3 separate regions of the Mus musculus genome follow, and all the other regions are linked to region 2. Evidence: chromatin contacts called from public promoter capture Hi-C data. All regions are on one chromosome and are shown on one strand. The core of a region is the stretch at or near the end of the contact, and the rest is flanking DNA. Distances in the headings are between cores, read along the strand shown. Region 1 holds the start of Exosc4 (exosome component 4). Region 2 holds the start of Tonsl (tonsoku-like, DNA repair protein). Region 3 holds the start of Smpd5 (sphingomyelin phosphodiesterase 5).

Region 1 (2,700 bases), core at 42-2,541, 310 kb after region 2:
AAAAAAAATCTCAATTTCCCTGACTTTCAAAGCCCTGGGTCCTCACCTCCTTGGTAACTCCTCAACTCTATTTGATCTACTGTCCCTCTCCCTACCAAGTCTTCCCTCATGTGTTCTATACCTGATCATCCACCTAGAAAGCCGAGCTCCATATGCTAGCAAACCTTAAAATGTGCACATTTGCCAGCCTTGCTACAGCACTGCGACACAGCAATAAAGGCAGATAATTTAATGTCCTTGTTTTAGGAGTTTATGTTCCCGTAGAGAAACAAGCAAGGTGGAAGACCCAGGAAAATCGATGTAGTAGGTGCAGAAATAGCCTGAGAGGCCTTTTCCTGACAAGATGTGGGAAGAATGAGCTGAAGGAACAGGGAGTGAGTGGAGCTTCGCCAGGCTGGCTGAGGCACCTCAGAGATGAAGCGGGCAGCCCGTGAGAAAAAAAAAAAAAAAAAAAAAAGGCTAAGCAGAGGGCCCACTGAGACGGAGGACTTAAGCTGTAAGACACAGGTATATTCCCTCGAGGTGGGATCACAAGCCCCCGGTCCCTGCATGAGACAAATCATAGTGGCTGAGGGCAATCTGAAGCAGCTCCATACCCCACACGTGGGATCAAAACAAAAACATAATCACATAACATAACTGGGTTCTTAAAGAAACCGATATTCTCAGTACCTCACGGGGCCTAACACACAAATTTGAGGGCCATGTTAGGGACGCAATTTTCCTGAGAACTCAGGGCATAATTATATTCACTGCTTAGAGGATGCAACACAAAGAGGACTGAAATGGAAGTCGGCCAAGAGAAAGAGCTCGTAAGATGAAGTCAAAAGAAGCCAGGTTCTCACATCATCCCCGCTACAACACGTTGGGACAACCTGTGTGAGATGCTTTCTGCCGGGAGGCCCACAGGGACTCAGATGGGATTGTAGTATACTGCTGCATGGGCTCAGGAGTTAAGCCGTACGACTTAGGTCTCCTCCCTTGATGTGCGGCCAGGAGCCCCCGGTCCCCGCCGCTTACTCGCCTCGTGCGGCCCGTAGACCACCGCCAGTGCCTTGGTGTTGCCCTGCTCGATGTAAGCCGAGCCATCGGCCTGCGCAAACACGCCCATCCGCGCCTGGATCTTGCGCAGCTCCCCCGCGCGGCGACCGTCTATCCGGTAACCCTGATCGGACAGGAGCTCCAGCCCGGCCATGATGTACAGTCCTGACTCCGCCTCCGACAGCTCGACCTGGACCTTCAGGACTACGACTTCCGTCGGTACGTTTCCTTTTCAGTCTCGGTGAACTATAGCTTCCGGTAGCCTAGTCGCTTTCCGGTCAAAGGGAACTGCGGCTTGTGGCATCCCCGGCTTTCTGAATGTTCGACTTAAGCCTTTCAGTTCCGGGAAACGGAAGGCCCGAGGCGAACGGGTTTTTGTGCTTCTCCCGGGTTGTTGGAGTAGGTACGCCAAGAAGACTGGCTTCCGGACGTCTTTGGTTTGTTGGAGATGCTGGCCCGAGCAGAGACATTTTTTGGTCTTATTTTTTTTAATTGTATATCTATTTTTATTGTATGAGTGTTTACTTGCTTGTATGTCTATTCGTCACATGTGTGCTTAGTGCTGTGGAAGTTAGAAGAGGGCGTCAGATCCCATGGATCAGGAACTACAGGCAGCTGTGAGCCACTGTGTGAGTGCTGCGGAATCAAACCTGGTCCTCTGCCCGCGTGGTTTTTACCGTGGTCAGTTTAGCTAAGCACAGTTGTTTGTTACACATGATTATTATCTCTGTGGCTTAGTTTGTTTGTTTGTTTTTTTTTCCTTTTTTCATTTCCTTGGTTAAATCCATAAGTTTCCCTCCCTTACCTTGCCCAATAAGTTTCTCTATCACTTGAATACAAACACAAAGGGCCTGCAGTTGTATATATGCATCTGTATAGTAGGGCTTGAAATTCTGATTTTTTTTTCTGATTATTTTTAAAGTGTGTTTTTAGATGTTTATTTATTGTTATATCTAAGTACACTGTAGCTGTCTTCAGAAACCAGAAGAGGGCGTCAGATCTCATTACGGGTGGTTGTGAGCCACCATGTGGTTTCTGGGATTTGAACTCAGGACCTTTCTTTGGAAGAGCAGTCAGTGCTCTTATCCACTGAGCCATCTCACCAGCCCGGAATTCTGATTTATTTTTAAGGATTGGGTCATTTAGTATACACTTTTTTGGAGTGTTTTCACTCGGAATATGAAATCAACAGTCCTCAGGTTTTGTTGTTGTTGTTATAGATAAAAGATAGATTCACAGAAAGAACACTGAGCTGAAATTACTCTTCAGGTGGGCCTTATTAGGAGAGTTAGGGCACCGCTGTCACAGACAGCAACGATGCACCCTTGTGGGCAAGAATATTCAAAGGAGTATGCTCTGGAGAGATGAGTGTGACATAGAACAACACAGGTGTCCTGGAGGGAAGGCGCATTCAGTTCTGAAGAGTTAGGAGAGTTAGAACATCACACCAGCCAGCTGGAGCGGCTCAAGCCTTTAATCCTAGCACTCAGAAGGTGGGAGCAGGCAGATCTCTGAGTTCCAGGCCAGCCTGCTCTACAGAGAGTTCCTGGACTACACAGAGAAATACAGTCTCACACAAAAAACAAAACCAAACAAAAAAACAAAAACAAAACAAAACAAATAAAAACCCAGAAAAACAAAAACAAAAAAACCCCAATG
Region 2 (2,700 bases), core at 145-2,644:
TATGTGCTTTAATTTCTAGAAGAGGGCTGGAGAGATGGCTCAGCGGTTAAGAGCACTGACTTCTCTTCCAGAGGTCCTGAGTTCAATTCCCAGCAACCAGAGAATGGTAGACGGGCAGAAATGCATCTGAGGAACAGGGTAGCCCCTGTTCTGCTCCCAGGAGGCCATGAGGGCGTTGGTCCCCAGGGAGGCTGCAAGGCTCACAACCATCTGTAATGGGGTCTGATGCCCTCTTGTGTGTCTGAAGACAGCTATAGTGTACTCATATGAATAAAAAATAAATCTGCCAGGCCGTGGTGGCGCGTGCCTTCAATCCCAACACTTGGGAGGCAGAGGCAGGCAGATTTCTGAATTCAAGGACAGCCTGGTCTACAGAGTGAGTTCCAGGACAGCCAGGGCTACACAGAGAAATCCTGTCTCAAAAAAAAACCAATAAATAAATAAATAAATAAATAAATCTTTAAAAATAATAATGTCTAGAGGAAATGGGGGTAGCACTACAGTATACCTGTAATAAAAAGGCAGGCTGGGAGCTGGAAAGTTGGCTCGGTAGTTAAGAGCTACACTTGCAGAGGACCTAAGTTTGGTAACTAACATCCACACGATGATTCACAACAAGCTGTAACTCCTCTTCAAGTTGCCCTCTTCAGCCTCTTCAGACACTAGGCACACGGCAGGTGCACACACACACACACACATATATATATATAGGTAAACACATACGTGAAATTTAAAAAATCTTTTTTTCTTAAAGATTCATTTATTTACTATATCCAAGTACACTGTAGCTGTCTTCAGACACACACACATCAGATCTCATCACGGGTGGTTGTAGCCACCATGTGGTTGCTTGGACCTGAACTCAGGACCTTCAGAAGAGCAGTCGGTGCTCTTAACCACTGAGCCATCTATCCAGACCCCCCTCCTTTTTTTTTTTTTTTTTTTTTTTTTTTGTCTCTCTGTGCATCATTGGCTTTTCAGGAATTTGCAATTTGCTCTGTAGACCAGGATGGCCTCAAATTTAGAAATTTGCCTGTCTTGGCCTCCTGAGTGCTGGGATTAAAGGCGTATGCCACCAAGCCCGTCTAATCCTAAAAAAAAAAAAAAAAAAAAGGCAGGTAGATTTCAGGGGAGCAGGGTCAGTCTGTAGTCCTGGTAACTCACCAGAAAGGGCACTTCCTGCTTGGGTGCCCGTACTCTGACAGCAGCCTTGAAGGCCCAGATCCTACCCAACAGACCTTCTGCCACCTGATGGCGCCAGTAGGACTACAAATCCCAGAAGGCCTGGAGTCTACCGCACTTGGGCCACCGAAGGGGCGGGGTTAAGCATGCGCTCAGAAGAGTGGGTGGGCCTTGCGTGTTATGGGTGGAGTGAGAAAATGGGCGTGGGCTCAGGGAAGCGCGGGAAGTGCAGATTTTCGCGGCGGCGGTGGCTTGTCTGGCTATGACCCTGGAACAGGAGCTTCGCCGTGAGTATTTTGGGGAGTGCATGTCGGGACGCAGGGTGTGGATCGGGTCCTGGGTTAGACTCGATTCTCTCTTCCGGCAGAGCTGAGCAAGGCCAAGACCAGGGCCCAGAGGAATGGACAGCTGCGCGAGGAGGCGGCCTACTGCCACCAGCTGGGGGAGCTGCTGGCTAGCCACGGTGAGCCGGAGCGGTGAGAGGACTAGCTGGAGGCAGGGGACTGGCTGGGTGATGGCGCACCTTGAGCACACGCCCCTCTTCCGGCAGGCCGCTTCAAGGACGCTTTGGAGGAGCACCAGCAGGAACTACATCTGCTAGAGAGCGTCCAGGACACTCTAGGCTGCGCTGTGGCCCACCGCAAGATTGGAGAACGGCTGGCTGAAATGGAGAATTACTCTGCTGCTCTGAAGGTACAGGACCTTCACTTGTTGAGGAGAGAGGGCTAGTATGCAAATAAGTATTCAGGGACCTTTGACTTGGCAGGCAGTCACACCCTTCTTATGTCTACTTGGGGCGCTGCCTGCCTCTTGGTGGTGGTGGTGGGGAATGGATGGGTTTGTGACAACTGAATGAGGAAGGCTCAGGACCCACTGCTATTGAGAGCAACACTCCATGCAGCCCTTAGTGGTCTCCCATGACAGCACTGCTGCAGGGCAGAACAGCCATTGCCATAGACAGTCCTTTGCATAGAAAAGATAGGACATGGGTATACCCAACTCTGTCGAAATTTGGGAAACAGAAGGGTCTCTTTTCTAAGAGTAGCTTCCTCTGGTATCAGACTGCTGGAGTTGCTGGGAGTCGGATCATGTCAAATGCTTTTTCTTTCTACATTAGCACCAGCATCTCTACCTGGATCTGGCTGGTTCCCTGTCCAACCACACTGAACTACAGCGAGCCTGGGCCACCATTGGCCGCACCCATCTGGATATATATGACCACTGCCAATCAAGAGATTCCTTGTTGCAGGCACAAGCTGCCTTTGAGAAGAGCTTGGCTATTGTGGATGAGAAACTAGAGGGTATGTCCCCTTTCTTGGATTCTCCCCATAGGCTCCCTCTGGGCCCTCCCTTTCCAAGGCCTGTGTTGCTCTTCAGGCTTGAACCTGTCAGGCACCTGCTCCTTCTCTATATTCTACGTGCAGCAGACTCCTGGCTCACTCAATAAGAGATGGGATAAAGGGTAGGAGTGCCTGAAAACCCCATATCCTGGGGGTGGGGGTGGGGGCAACTGAGTCC
Region 3 (2,700 bases), core at 119-2,618, 350 kb after region 2:
CTCTTCCACCCATTCCAGCAGCAGCGTTAGCTGTTTGCAGCGAATATGTCCATCCTCTGAGAGGAGAGATGAAGTTGGCTTAGCCCAGAGTAGGGATCTAAGACCTCACCCTGTGGGTCCTGATCTGTAAACCACCCAAGGCATTTCTTGGGATGTCTGGGGCAGAGAACATTGGGATGTGGGGACAGACGTGTTGGTAAGGTTAAGGGACCTACTGCCTTCGAAGGAGAGAAGAGGGGCTACCTACCCACATTTCAAACCCTCCTGCAGGGCTCACCAACGGGTGCATGCAAATGTGTACAATGAAGGTATCCCACGATGGGGTGCCCGTCCACGATGCCTAGCTGCGCCTGCAACACCACCCACAGTTCCAGGTCTTCTTGCTCTCCTGGTTAAATCTATTGCTTACGCTCTCCCCGCTAGGGCTCACTGCAGCCTGGGTTAGTACCTGGACTGATAGTAGACCTTTGGAGGCCATGGCGTCCTCGCGACGAGCGTTAGGAAAGCAACGGAAGGTGGCACGCAGCAACGGGTAGCGCGAGGCCAGTAGAAGCCCACTGCCCAGTACCTTGATGTACGGCCCAGCCATTAAGCCAAATGTGCCCACATCATATATCACCGGGCCCAGATTTGGTACCAAGACACGCACAAGACGACGAGCTGCGCGGAGGTCGAACACTTCCTGCAGACACACGAAGTCCAAGCCCATAGGTAATGTGGCCTTCAGCTCACCACCAGGCACCCTAGGCGGCGGCTGACTGCATTCGGAAACCCTATACTGTGACGATTGAAGGCTATCTAGCAGTGCGGCCCCTACAGCCTCGGCGCGCTGCAGGCTGTGCGACAGGTTGTTAAAATGAGCCAGCCCGTGGGGCAATAGGCACAGATTAGCAGTGAGAAAGACAAAGCAGCGCCGGCGCTCAGCAGGCGGATGCCAGGGCTGTGGCCACACCCAGCATGCCGGAGGGGGCTGATAGCAGAAGGGGCGGCGCCAGACCTGGAGGGGCAGCCAGAGCGCAAGGCCGACCAACGCTAAGGGTAGGCCGACCACCACCAGTGGTAGCAACACCCCACTTCCTGCCAGGACTTTGAACCACCCCAAGCTTTTGGATCGGACGCTTGGTGCCCAGCAGCCCAGCAACTGGTCCAGGGACCAGTAAGTCGGGAAAAGCAGCACGCGGGATAAACTGTAGAGGGCTTGCAGCACTGGGTTCGGGAAAGGTGAAGGCCTCAGGGCGTTGGGTGTCAGGGGCCAGTCCTCTTGGGGCACTGGGCTCCTTCGCCGCGAAATGTCAGGGAGACTCATTGGTTTCCAGCGGCGGCGGAGGTCAAGACCAGGTGGCACAACCTGTGCGCGCCGCTAGTAATGCCCGGACGTCCCGCGAGCCTGAGTGCTGGCCACTGGCCCCACCCACTCAGAACTTCTGTGGCGGTTGGAAACGAACAACAATTTAAAAAAAAAAAAAAACCCGTAAAAGAAATCCGAGCTTTACAGCCCTGCCCTATTTCCTCCTTGTACTTGCGGGGGTCCACTTAGTGCTTCGGAGAAAAACTTAGGGCCCTGCCTACTCTCCCCTCCCCCACCCCTCCAATACACTTTACAGCCTGACTACTCACAGCCAGGTAGGTTCACCACAGCCTCTCAATCCGGTGCCTGGCTTAGTGCAGAGACTCAGCACCGATGGCTTGCAGAGGCTGAGACTTCAAACCCGGGGAGGGACCGTTAGTTCTACACCTGAGGCAGCTTGCCCAGACAGGTAAAAGGAAATCCTCCATTCTATGAGCCCTGTAACAGACTTAAGTTCTTTTAATTCTGTGTTTTATTTTTGTTTGTTTTGTTTTGTTTCTCGGGGCAGGGTTTCTCTGTGACTCTGGCTGTCCTGGAACTTGCTCTGTAGACCAGGCTGGCCTCGAACTCACAGAGATCTGCCTGCCTCTGCCTCCGGATTGCTGGGATTAAAGACATGTACCAGCACCGCCCCTCTTGACTTTAGTTTCTTGACAATGATCCCTTGGGCTTTCACAGACTTTTCTTGGCTCCCCTTGGAAGTCTGACTCCTTAACTCCAGCTGTGAGCCAGCAAACACCCTGACATCGACCATCAGTGTCTCTTAAGTAACCCATCAGGTTTGTCTTGGCTGGCGATCTTCAGCCGGCTTGCCAGGATAGTCCTGGAGACTTTGGATGAAGGCAACTGTTGATGAGCTGGGCAGTCTGGGCAGAAGGCATTGAACTCTGCAGGGCAGGTGGGGGTGGGGGTGGGGGTGGGGCGAGGTATCCCAGCTGGAGAACCATGCCTCTTTCTAACCGGAAGTTGTATTGGTACTGATAGATTCCTGTTTGAATCCGCCCCCCCCCCCCCAAGGCTCTGCTGTTCCTTGACTGGCAAGAACTGGTTTTCTAAGTCCCTAGTTCTTTTATTCCTTTCTGCCTTGTCACTGCCCTAGCGCCTGCAACTTCAGGCAAGCCAGAAACTACTCCAGGCTTTTCCACACTGCCCTTCTCATGAACCAACCCCATTTTGGTCTCCACTCTTCTAGAAACACCACGATGTTTCCAATCTCAGCCTACCCATTGATTTCAATACCCCCCTCCCACAAGGGCCCCAATTTTTCCAACCCATGTTCCTTTTTTTTCATTTATTTATTCATTTTACATCCCCATAGATGCCCCCTGCTCCTGGTCCCCCCTCCCACAATC

The links. Capture Hi-C pulls out chosen DNA fragments and counts their contacts.
Region 1: a promoter capture Hi-C map of liver shows a contact between it and region 2. The contact joins the promoter of Exosc4 here to the promoter of Tonsl in region 2. A contact is called at or near these places in 3 of 39 promoter capture datasets (the C10 cell line, cranial neural crest and pre-B cells), 1 of 484 Hi-C or Micro-C datasets (forebrain), 6 of 115 datasets of contacts at active chromatin or transcription factors (the 230-238 cell line, the SCID.adh cell line, bone marrow-derived macrophages and 3 more) and 3 of 9 other capture datasets (adipose tissue, liver and pancreatic islet).
Region 3: a contact with region 2 is called in a promoter capture Hi-C map of adipose tissue. The contact joins the promoter of Smpd5 here to the promoter of Tonsl in region 2. A contact is called at or near these places in 2 of 39 promoter capture datasets (liver and stem cell-derived epiblast-like cells) and 1 of 9 other capture datasets (adipose tissue).

What each region holds. Positions count from the first base shown.
Region 1 is chr15:76,325,988-76,328,687 of GRCm38.p6, reverse strand. Exosc4 (exosome component 4) reads right to left here and starts at 1,291. Exons shown (of 3, transcript NM_175399.4): 1 at 1,025-1,291. The coding sequence starts at 1,195. It also overlaps a transcript of Oplah not described here.
Region 2 is chr15:76,638,623-76,641,322 of GRCm38.p6, reverse strand. It overlaps Tonsl (tonsoku-like, DNA repair protein), which reads left to right and starts at 1,394. Exons shown (of 26, transcript NM_183091.3): 1 at 1,394-1,469; 2 at 1,550-1,645; 3 at 1,733-1,875; 4 at 2,300-2,483. The coding sequence starts at 1,445.
Region 3 is chr15:76,293,040-76,295,739 of GRCm38.p6, reverse strand. Smpd5 (sphingomyelin phosphodiesterase 5) reads right to left here and starts at 1,368. Exons shown (of 7, transcript NM_001195537.2): 1 at 449-1,368; 2 at 278-350; 3 at 1-56. The coding sequence starts at 1,306.